3 separate regions of the Sus scrofa genome follow, and all the other regions are linked to region 2. Evidence: chromatin contacts called from public Hi-C and HiChIP or PLAC-seq data. All regions are on one chromosome and are shown on one strand. Each heading gives the region's core, a stretch centred on a gene start, on an enhancer-like site or on the middle of the called end of the contact. The rest is flanking DNA. Distances are from core to core; before and after follow the strand shown. Region 1 holds the start of MICU1 (mitochondrial calcium uptake 1). Region 2 holds the start of MCU (calcium uniporter protein, mitochondrial). Region 3 overlaps MICU1 (mitochondrial calcium uptake 1).

Region 1 (2,926 bases), core at 344-2,843, 73 kb after region 2:
TGGCTGGGATCCAGTGCTGCCATGGCTGTGACGTAGGCTCCCGCTCCAGCTCTGATTCAACCCTTGTTCTGGCTGCCTTCGTTTCCATGGTTGTAGCCTGGGAACTTCCATGTGCTGCAGGTGCGGCCATAAAAAGAAAAAAATTTTTAATTAAAAAAATAAAGATTCCTGCTATTCCCATTGTGGTGCAGTGGAAATGAATCTAATTAGGAACCATGAGGTTGCAGGCCTCGCTCAGTAGGTTAAGGATCTGGTATTGCCGTAAACTATTTTGTAGGTTGCAGACCCGGCTTGGATACTGCATTGCTGTGGCTGTGGCGTAGGCTGGCAGCTGTAGCTCTGACTTGACCCCTAGTCTGGGAATCTCCATGTGCCGGGGGTGCAGCCCTAAAATGCAAAATAAATAAATAAATAAATAAATAAATAAATAAATAAATATTCCCAATTCTTGTGTCAAGATGATCCAGGGACAGTAGATTGAAGATGTCTTTGGTGTTCTTTCTATCAGGTCTGTGCCAGCCATACCATTTGATACATTACCTAGGGAGGGGTCATAGCCCGCTTCCCCATCTACAATTCACAAAAACCGTTTTCATCAACAGGATGGTTGGAACAAACATGGGGTTGCCTGTAAAGTGCTAGCGCAGTGCCAAGAACATAACGATCTGTCCTTCTTGGGATAGTGGGGAGGGAGAGTCCTCTGAGAAGAAATGGAGAAAATAGTTGTTTTGCTTCCTTCACAATTTAACCCAGTGATAGTTCTGGCTGCCTTCTTTTGTTTCCATGGTTGTAGCCTTTGCTACAGCTCTGCTAAGGAAAGTATTTATTTATTTTTGACTGTACCCCCCAGAATGCAAAACTTCTCGGTCAGGGATCAAATCCACACCACACCAGCAACTGGAGCCACACCAGTGACACCCTGGACCCTTTAACCAATAGGCCACCAGAATCTAGAACTAGGAAATTCCTGAAGAAACTTTTAAATTCCATCATATCATAATCAAAATATTGTCATTCTCTTGAGACTTTTCCATTCTCACTCCTGACAGCAACCTCTGAGGAAAAAAAATGTTACTAGTAGCTCGGTGACTAAACTCTCCAATCATATTAGCTTGCAAAGAGAACTTCTGAAAAACCTAAATAATAGACAATGCGGTGAGTCGGTTTCTAAATTTAAAAAAGCTTCAAGGTCAGGAAACAGGCAAATTTCACCAGAAGCCTAAACCTAAACGCAGTTCGAAAAGAACAATTCCCAACTCACTGTGGTCCAGTTTTCTTTTCATTGTCTCCTGTTTTGCTTAGTCAACACATAAAGGGGCATCAACGAGGCGGAAGCCGGCACACTAAATCTCTTTCACAGACATCTATACCACTAGCGCGTGGAGGGTGAACCGCCAGAGAAAAATCCGGAGAGCTTCCACTGTCCCGCCTAAATACTGAGGCCGGGGCGGGGCCCGAGGCCGGGGCGGGGCCCGAGGCCGGGGCGGGGCCCAAGGCCGGGGCGGGGCGGGTTGCCTGGCCCCTCCCCACTCCCTATCCTCCATGCCCCGCCCACACGCATTTCGCCACGATCCCGACAGCCCTAGCGGCTAGAAGGGTTACGTGAGGGTGGGCGGCGGAGCTGGAGGCTTAACTTTGTTGCTCTCTTCATCTCTATGGTTTTCCGAGGTGCGCGGCTTTGACGGAGAAGCAGCTGAAGCTCCGCTGTAGACGGGTGAGTCCTGTACTCTCAAGGGTATGAGGCGAGACACGTTTAGAGAAGATGAAAGGAAGGATGATGCGAAAAGCTTTAGGGACCTGACCTCCGGGACTGGCCGTTTGTCTGCTCCGGAATTAGCAACTTCTCTGGTCGACCGGGATAGCTGTCTCTCCCTGATGTGCTCAGTTTAGGGGCTTGAGAGCAGTCCTTAGTCCTGCCGGCTTCCTTTCCTCCGCTTTCTTTGACCTCACCTGGTCCCTTCTTCCTGTCCCAGGAGAACTTCTCCTGCCGAGTTCCCAGCTGCAGGGTTCACTTGAGCTTCGACGTCCCTCTTCGGGCGACCAAAGACATCCCCTGGGATTTGTGGATGTGGTTGGAAGTGGGTGGGGACTTTATTGTTAAATGTCTGATGGGGCCAAGTATTAATCATTGAAACAAAACCAAAAAAAATGAAAAAAAAATTGATGGGGAGCTGAAGGAACAAAACAAAGTTCAGGCTTCTTAGACTGTTCGGTTTTTGCCTTTCCCAGTGCCTTACCTGTTTTTATTCTCCCTCAGGTTCCCTTACCACCATCTCATTTTGGCCCACAATGCGGTGTTTTGAGAATGAGCCGGGGTTTATTGACTCAAGCTGAATGTTGGGAGGAGAGTTTAAAACTGTTTAAGTTGCCAGTCTCTATGATCTTATTGTTTATGGTTTCTATACCCTCCCTTTCGGATGCCTGAAAAGTATTGTAGCTATTTGTAAAGCTAAGTAGAAAAACCATTTTATAGCTGAGGGACTGGAGTAAAAGAAAAATTCTCCTTGTGGTACCTGGAAATACCTATTTTCTTTCAGTTTCATAAGCAGATGTTTCTATCAGTTATTGGGTGCTTTCTTGGGCATACCTTTGTTTATGTTAAAGTATTCCTTTGAATTACATGTGCAGGTGATCTAGCAGTAGAAAGGGTGCAACAGTTTGGGGTTGATAGCTGTAGGAGAGTTTAGATTTCATTAAATGATATGACACACAAAATGTCAGCATCTGGAGACAGTGGTGTTGGCCAGGTTGACCAACCCATTATCTTCCTGCTTTGGGTAAGGTAATGTTAAATATTGCCTTATTCTAAAAACTTTTTAGAACCCACTGCCACTTGCTTGTGAGACGGTAGCTCTGGTCTCCAGCTACTCTTAAGTTTCATTGCTGAGAATTATGAGACCAAAAACAAGCCTAACAAAAAGTAAAA
Region 2 (2,807 bases), core at 27-2,526:
TGTCTGCAGTGATTCTCTTATTGCCACACTATACACCCTCGCCCTAGGAAATAAAACCTACAGTCTTTCTCTTGGAGTCGGCCAGAGACCAACAATACGGGTCTAGAAAGTCCAAAGGAAGAGAACCTGCTGACTTGTTAGGTCAAGAACTCCATGCCAAGTTGATCTCTTGCAACTGAAAAAGAAATACACACACACACACACACCCAAAGAAGATTGTTCAAATAGAAACTCCCGTGCGTTGCCAGCCAATGAAATCCAGCAATAACTGGTTAATACAACCACCAAATCCCTGCCTCTGTGAACAACTTGTCATACTCACTTTCCCCTCTGCCTGCTGCCCACCCCTCCTTCTTCAGGCACGCGTTAACAAGCTTATAAATCAGCCCTCCAAAAGGACCACGAGGACCTTTAAGGACCTGAGAGGGATGAAGCTTGCCTCCTGAGCAATGCAGCATCCATCGCAAGCGTGCTGTTCCCCAAGCCCACTAGCAGGAAGTCACAGAGGGGGATAAAGTTTGATTTTCCGTCTTGTCCATTCTCCAAGGGCTGAGAAAGAACGAGGGAGCGGCCCCGCTGGGTCCTGGGTTGCCCTCCGGGGAACGGTTCCCAGTAGCATGGCACTGCCACTCTCCTGACACATACACAAGGCAGCCGCGGCAACTCAGGGCACCCCAACCCGCCTGGAGGAGGAGAGAAGGGGGACAACTTTGCACGGGGCTCAGTTCGGGAGCAATGGGGCAAAGCTGTTAAGGAAAAAGGAGGGAGGGACCGACATCGGGGGCGGGTCAGGGAGAGGTTCAAGTCCCGTCCCTTCCCCGCCCTGGTGTCCCCGGTCCTGCGGGAACATCCCCGCCGTCGCCCCTCCTCCTCCTCCTCTAGGCTTCCTCCGCCCTCCCCTTTTTCCCGGTTGCCGCCGCAGGAGCCTGAAGGGCACAGCGGCTCCTTGGTGCCCGGCAACCTCGGGAGCGGCCGCGAGTTGAGGTAACTCGCCCGCTGCCCCGGCGGCCTGCCTGCCGGCGGCTCCCACACACCAGCGCCGCCCCGCCCTCCCCAGAGCCGCGGGGCGCGCTCGCTCACCGTCCGGTGGTGCTGCTGCTGCTGCCGGTGGCGGCTGACGCCCAGCGCGGGGAAGCAGCCGGCAGTCAGCGCTCCGCAGCCGCCGGCTCCCCCGCCGCCACCCCGGGAGGAGAGGAGCAGCAGGAGCGATCTACCTGCGGCGGCCGCCATCTCTCAACTGGAAACGGCGCCGGCCCAGGCAGCGCAGCGGACGGCCGGGGCGGAGCTAGGACCCGCCACTCACCCATGCCGGGCCAACTGGCGCCCTTGACTGAGTTGACGAGGCGGGGCTTCTTGCAAGGCCCAATCGACCGGCGGGAGAACCACACTAGAGATTGCCTGTCACTTCCAGAGTTACCTATTGTGGGATAGTCAATTACGGGCAAATACAAGGGAGCCGGTAATTGGCATCCGAGCCCCTCAGAATAGCAGCGATAGGGATGGCATGTTCGATTCGGCTAATCTTCACCAAGGATACAGTTATGAAAAGGGTAACCGAGGAAATGGATGTTTTTGCAAAGCTTTGTACTTCGTGAGTGTTTTAAGTTGGCAAAATAGGCACCAAATTAGTAATCATTAGCTAGATGTGCTGGAACTTCAAGGACACACCCAGAATTATCACTCATAACTGGTATTTGGATACGCTGAAATTAACCCCACCTCATGGGGTGATCTAATGACTGTAATATGTAGCATAGTACGGAGGAGAAGAATGATTGATACCAAAGTCCCAGGATAAGTACATATTATCAGAGTGAATTAATAGAACTGTATGCATTTCAGATACTCATTCCACTTTTACAGCACCTTTATACTGATATTCTTACACTCTCCAGAAGCAACCTTCTATTTTCTTACCACTTATTAAACTATAGAAACAACATGGTGGTAATGTAATAAAAACCACGTAAAGGTTATTTTAATAAATTTTCATAATTTAGAATAACTCTTTCTCCTGAAAAATACTTCTTTCCACAGAAACAAGCTCATAATGATAGCTTACTTAAGACTATGAAAGAAAGGAGATTTGAGGTTCTTGAATTTCCCTAGAAGAGAATGTCCTTGCTGCTTATTATTATAAACTACTTAAGGCTCACACCTGATTTTAAAATCAGACTCAGGAAAACAGTTTGGTAAGCATATAAAAGTCCTAAATTTGGGGAAACATCTTTTTAGAGCAGCCTAAGGAGAAAAAGTTGAAACAAACACAATACACACACATAATTTTATTGTGCCACTTATTCTCATAGTATTCTTTAAATTTGGACTGAAATGGTACTTTTTTGGCCAACAGTAGTTAAATAATGACGTCAAGCTTGTGGTTTGTTTAATCCTTCCACCCCACCCCAGAACAGTAAGATGATTGGCTTCTCCAGGTGAGACACTCATACCACACTCACCCAAAAGGCATTTATTGCTCAACAGTGGAACTTGAGAGCTCAGGGATGAGATAAGCCCCCCATTCAACAGCTGCACACACTAATCCCCCTAGCTGGAAATCTGTGACATTCCTGGAGCAACTTTGCTCACAATCATTTTCCACCCATCTATATTTATCCCATCTGCATTTTATGTACTGACCCATGCTGTGCCATTTCCCCTTCTCCCTTGTCCCTTCACACCTTCTTACTAGGATTGCCACAGGTTTTAGTTTTGTTTCTATTTTCTGCGGCTTCAAAAATCTGGCTATGAATCGGTACTGTGCTCTCCGCTCCATTTTACCCTTTGGAAAATTCTACTAGAATTGT
Region 3 (2,821 bases), core at 57-2,556, 120 kb after region 2:
TTCTATTTAGTTTTTTACGCTGTCTATCATACTACCTTTTCATGTCCTACAAGGATTCTGCTGAGAAGTCTCTTTATAGTCTTATGGAGTCCCTTGTACATGACGAGTTGCTTTTCTTCTCCTGCTTTTAAAATTCTCCCTTTGTCTTTGGCTTTTGACGGTTTAATGATAATTTATTTCAGTGTGGACTTTTTTGGGTTCTTCCTGTTGGGAGTTTGTTGGCCCTCTTCAGCCTGGATGTCCACTATCTTCCTCAGATTCTGAAACTTTTTGACCACAATTTCTTTAAACTTTCTACCCTTTCTTCTCTTTCCCTTTGCCTTCTGGAACTCCCACAATGTGTGTATTGGTTTTCTTAATTGTGTCTCATAATTCTCTTAGGCTCTTTTCACCTTCTTTTTTATTTTGTTTTTCTAGCTGGATAATAATACCAAGTGGTCTATCTTTTGAGTTCACCGATTCTTTCTTTTGTTTGATCAAATCTGCTGTTAAACAAACACCCTCCCCTTCCTCAGTGAATTTTTCAGGTCAGTATTTGTTTTCTTTCTTTTTGGCTGCTCCATGGCATATGGAGTTACCAGACACACCAGGGGTCAGATCTGAGCTACAATTGTGACCTGCACAACTGTGGCAATGCTGGATCCTTTAGCCCACTGTGTTAGGCCAGTGATGGAACCTGTGTCCTGGTGCTGCAGAGGTGCCACTGATACCATTGTGGGAACTCTGGTATTTGTTTTCTTTAGCTCCAGAAATTCTGTTTGCTTCTTTTTATCTTTTTATTTCTCTTGGTACTTATTTTTTAAAAAATAATTTTTATTTTTTCAATCATAGCTGGTTTACAGTGTTCTGTCAATTTTCTACTGTATAGCAAGATGACCCGGTCACACATATGTATATACATTGCTTTTCTCACATTTCTTAATACTCATTTTAAAATGCATTGAGCATCTTTATGATAGGTATTTTTGAATTCTTTTTCAGATAATTAATATTACTATTTCTTTAGGTCAGCTTCTGGAAATTTATTTTGTTCTTTTGTTTGGGCCACATTTCTGTTTGTTTATGTGTCTTACAACTGTGTTAAGATATGCAGTTTTGAAGAATCAGCCATGTATCCTGGTCTTTATTGGCTGACTTCATACAAGGGCTAGACCTTTAGCAATCAGCCCAACTATGGATTCTGAGTACCACTGAAGCTTTTTAGGAGAGGATACAGTTTTCTCTGTGTCTGTGTGGGCAGTATCTTAGTGAGGCTTGCCAGTTTCTTTTCCAGGAACTTGTAATGTATTGCTCCCTCTGGTGTTAGTCTTTGGCACTGCAGGTTCTCTGGTGGACAGAAGTGAGCTCCCTTACCCTCTCCTCATCAGCTACCAGGCATCTGAAGTATGCCAGCTCCTCATCAGCACCCCAAGTCAGGTGAGACAGACACCAGTCCTCAGGCAGCCCTCTGAAAAAACAGATCATCACATACGCATTCCATTTCTTTCCTTCCTCCTGTGGGAGAAGTCTTGAGTTGTGTACCTTTTCACGACTGCTCTAAGCCATGACAGCTGCAGCAAGCCATGTCCTGCTCTTCTTTGTTCTCAGTGGCCATCATACATGCAAACTGTGCCACTTCCATCAGCTTTCAAGTGTGGTGAGCAGAAACCAGTCCCTTGGACAACCCTCTGAAGAACCAGAATATTGGACACCATTTCATTCTTCCCTTTCCTCCTAGTGGGAGAAGTTGCTAGCTAGGGCATTTTCTCTCGTTGCTTAGCTGGGCCTGCTTAGAGGGAGGGGCTGGCATAGATAAAGTGAAATTGTTCCTTTTACCAGTTTCAGTGTGTCTGTTCTTGGCATTGTGGTTGTCTGATGTCATATAACTTAGCTGGATTTAGGAACTCTCATAAAGGTACTTTGATCTGTGTATCATTGTTAAATCAGTGTTTCTATGGAGGACAAAGGCTGGGACTTCCTCTTCTGCCATCTTGCAGAATATCTGTCTAATAATTATTTTATTGGGTATTTTACATTGACTGTTATGTTGTTGAATATTTGGATTTTGTTATTTTCCTTTAAAAGTATTGATTTTCATGTTGGCAGGCAACTAATTTATTGAAAAACCTGCTTGATCTTTCAGAACTGGTTTTTAAGAATCATGACTTAAGAGTATTTGCTCCAGGGTTAATTTAGCCTGATTAATAAGACATGACCCTTCTGCAGTGTATACTAACTACCTTGAGTGTTCAGTAATTTATCACAACCTGAACATATTCTTATTCTGGAAATTATTTGGATTATAGCTATTTGTTAGTTCTTTTTGGCCAGGTTTAATCCTAAGAATACTCGGCTTAATGTTAACTCAATGAGACCCTATATAGGTCTGTGGAACATTTTCTTTGTGTAGCTTCCTCCTCTCTGGTCCTCCTCACCAATTCCAGCTACCTCCCCCTCTATAAATTTTGATCTCTATTGTCTAAACTTAGCATGATCACTGTGTTTTACTGGGGATCTGACTTGTGATCTGGTAAATATTTCCAAACAGAACTTCAGGACAATTATAAGCCTCTTTTTTCTAATAGAGTCGCTATAGTTCAGTATATTACAACGTTTGTATCATATGTTCTGTGCAGTTTTCCATATTTTCCTGTCTGTGGGAAGGCAAGTCTTGTGCAGTTACTCCACTGTGGCTGGAAGCAGAAGTCCTCTTTCTGTACATCATTGTTTGTTATCATTTCTATAATATTTAATCATTATATTATTATATCATAAGCACAATGGCTTATGAGATAAGCCATTATCAGGAATGAAATAGGAGGAGTTCCCATTGTGGCTTCGT

Evidence for each region. Hi-C and Micro-C count contacts between places; a contact is called where the count stands out from the background. HiChIP or PLAC-seq counts read pairs in DNA pulled down with a chosen protein or histone mark.
Region 1: an H3K27ac HiChIP or PLAC-seq map of skeletal muscle shows a contact between it and region 2. The contact joins the promoter of MICU1 here to the promoter of MCU in region 2. A contact is called at or near these places in 1 of 5 promoter capture datasets (liver), 8 of 47 Hi-C or Micro-C datasets (embryonic fibroblasts, epiblast stem cells, fibroblasts and 4 more) and 2 of 2 datasets of contacts at active chromatin or transcription factors (alveolar macrophages and skeletal muscle).
Region 3: a Hi-C map of mesenteric adipose tissue shows a contact between it and region 2, with 1.6 times the contacts expected there. The contact joins the enhancer-like site here to the promoter of MCU in region 2. A contact is called at or near these places in 1 of 5 promoter capture datasets (liver), 12 of 47 Hi-C or Micro-C datasets (embryonic fibroblasts, fetal heart ventricle, fetal skeletal muscle and 7 more) and 1 of 2 datasets of contacts at active chromatin or transcription factors (skeletal muscle).

Annotation. Positions count from the first base shown.
Region 1 is chr14:75,444,265-75,447,190 of Sscrofa11.1, reverse strand. It overlaps MICU1 (mitochondrial calcium uptake 1), which reads left to right and starts at 1,593. Exons shown (of 12, transcript NM_001243605.1): 1 at 1,593-1,714.
Region 2 is chr14:75,517,002-75,519,808 of Sscrofa11.1, reverse strand. It overlaps MCU (calcium uniporter protein, mitochondrial), which reads right to left and starts at 1,276. Exons shown (of 8, transcript XM_001925826.6): 1 at 1,081-1,276. The coding sequence starts at 1,230.
Region 3 is chr14:75,393,071-75,395,891 of Sscrofa11.1, reverse strand. All of the region lies in intron 2 of MICU1 (mitochondrial calcium uptake 1), which reads left to right. Among named protein-coding and RNA genes, the nearest start is that of MICU1, 51 kb to the left of the region's middle. Within about 2 kb of position 1,306, at least 9 of the 83 cell types and tissues checked have an H3K27ac peak or open chromatin away from gene starts, as enhancers often do. A contact at or near this core is called in mesenteric adipose tissue, where this site is marked.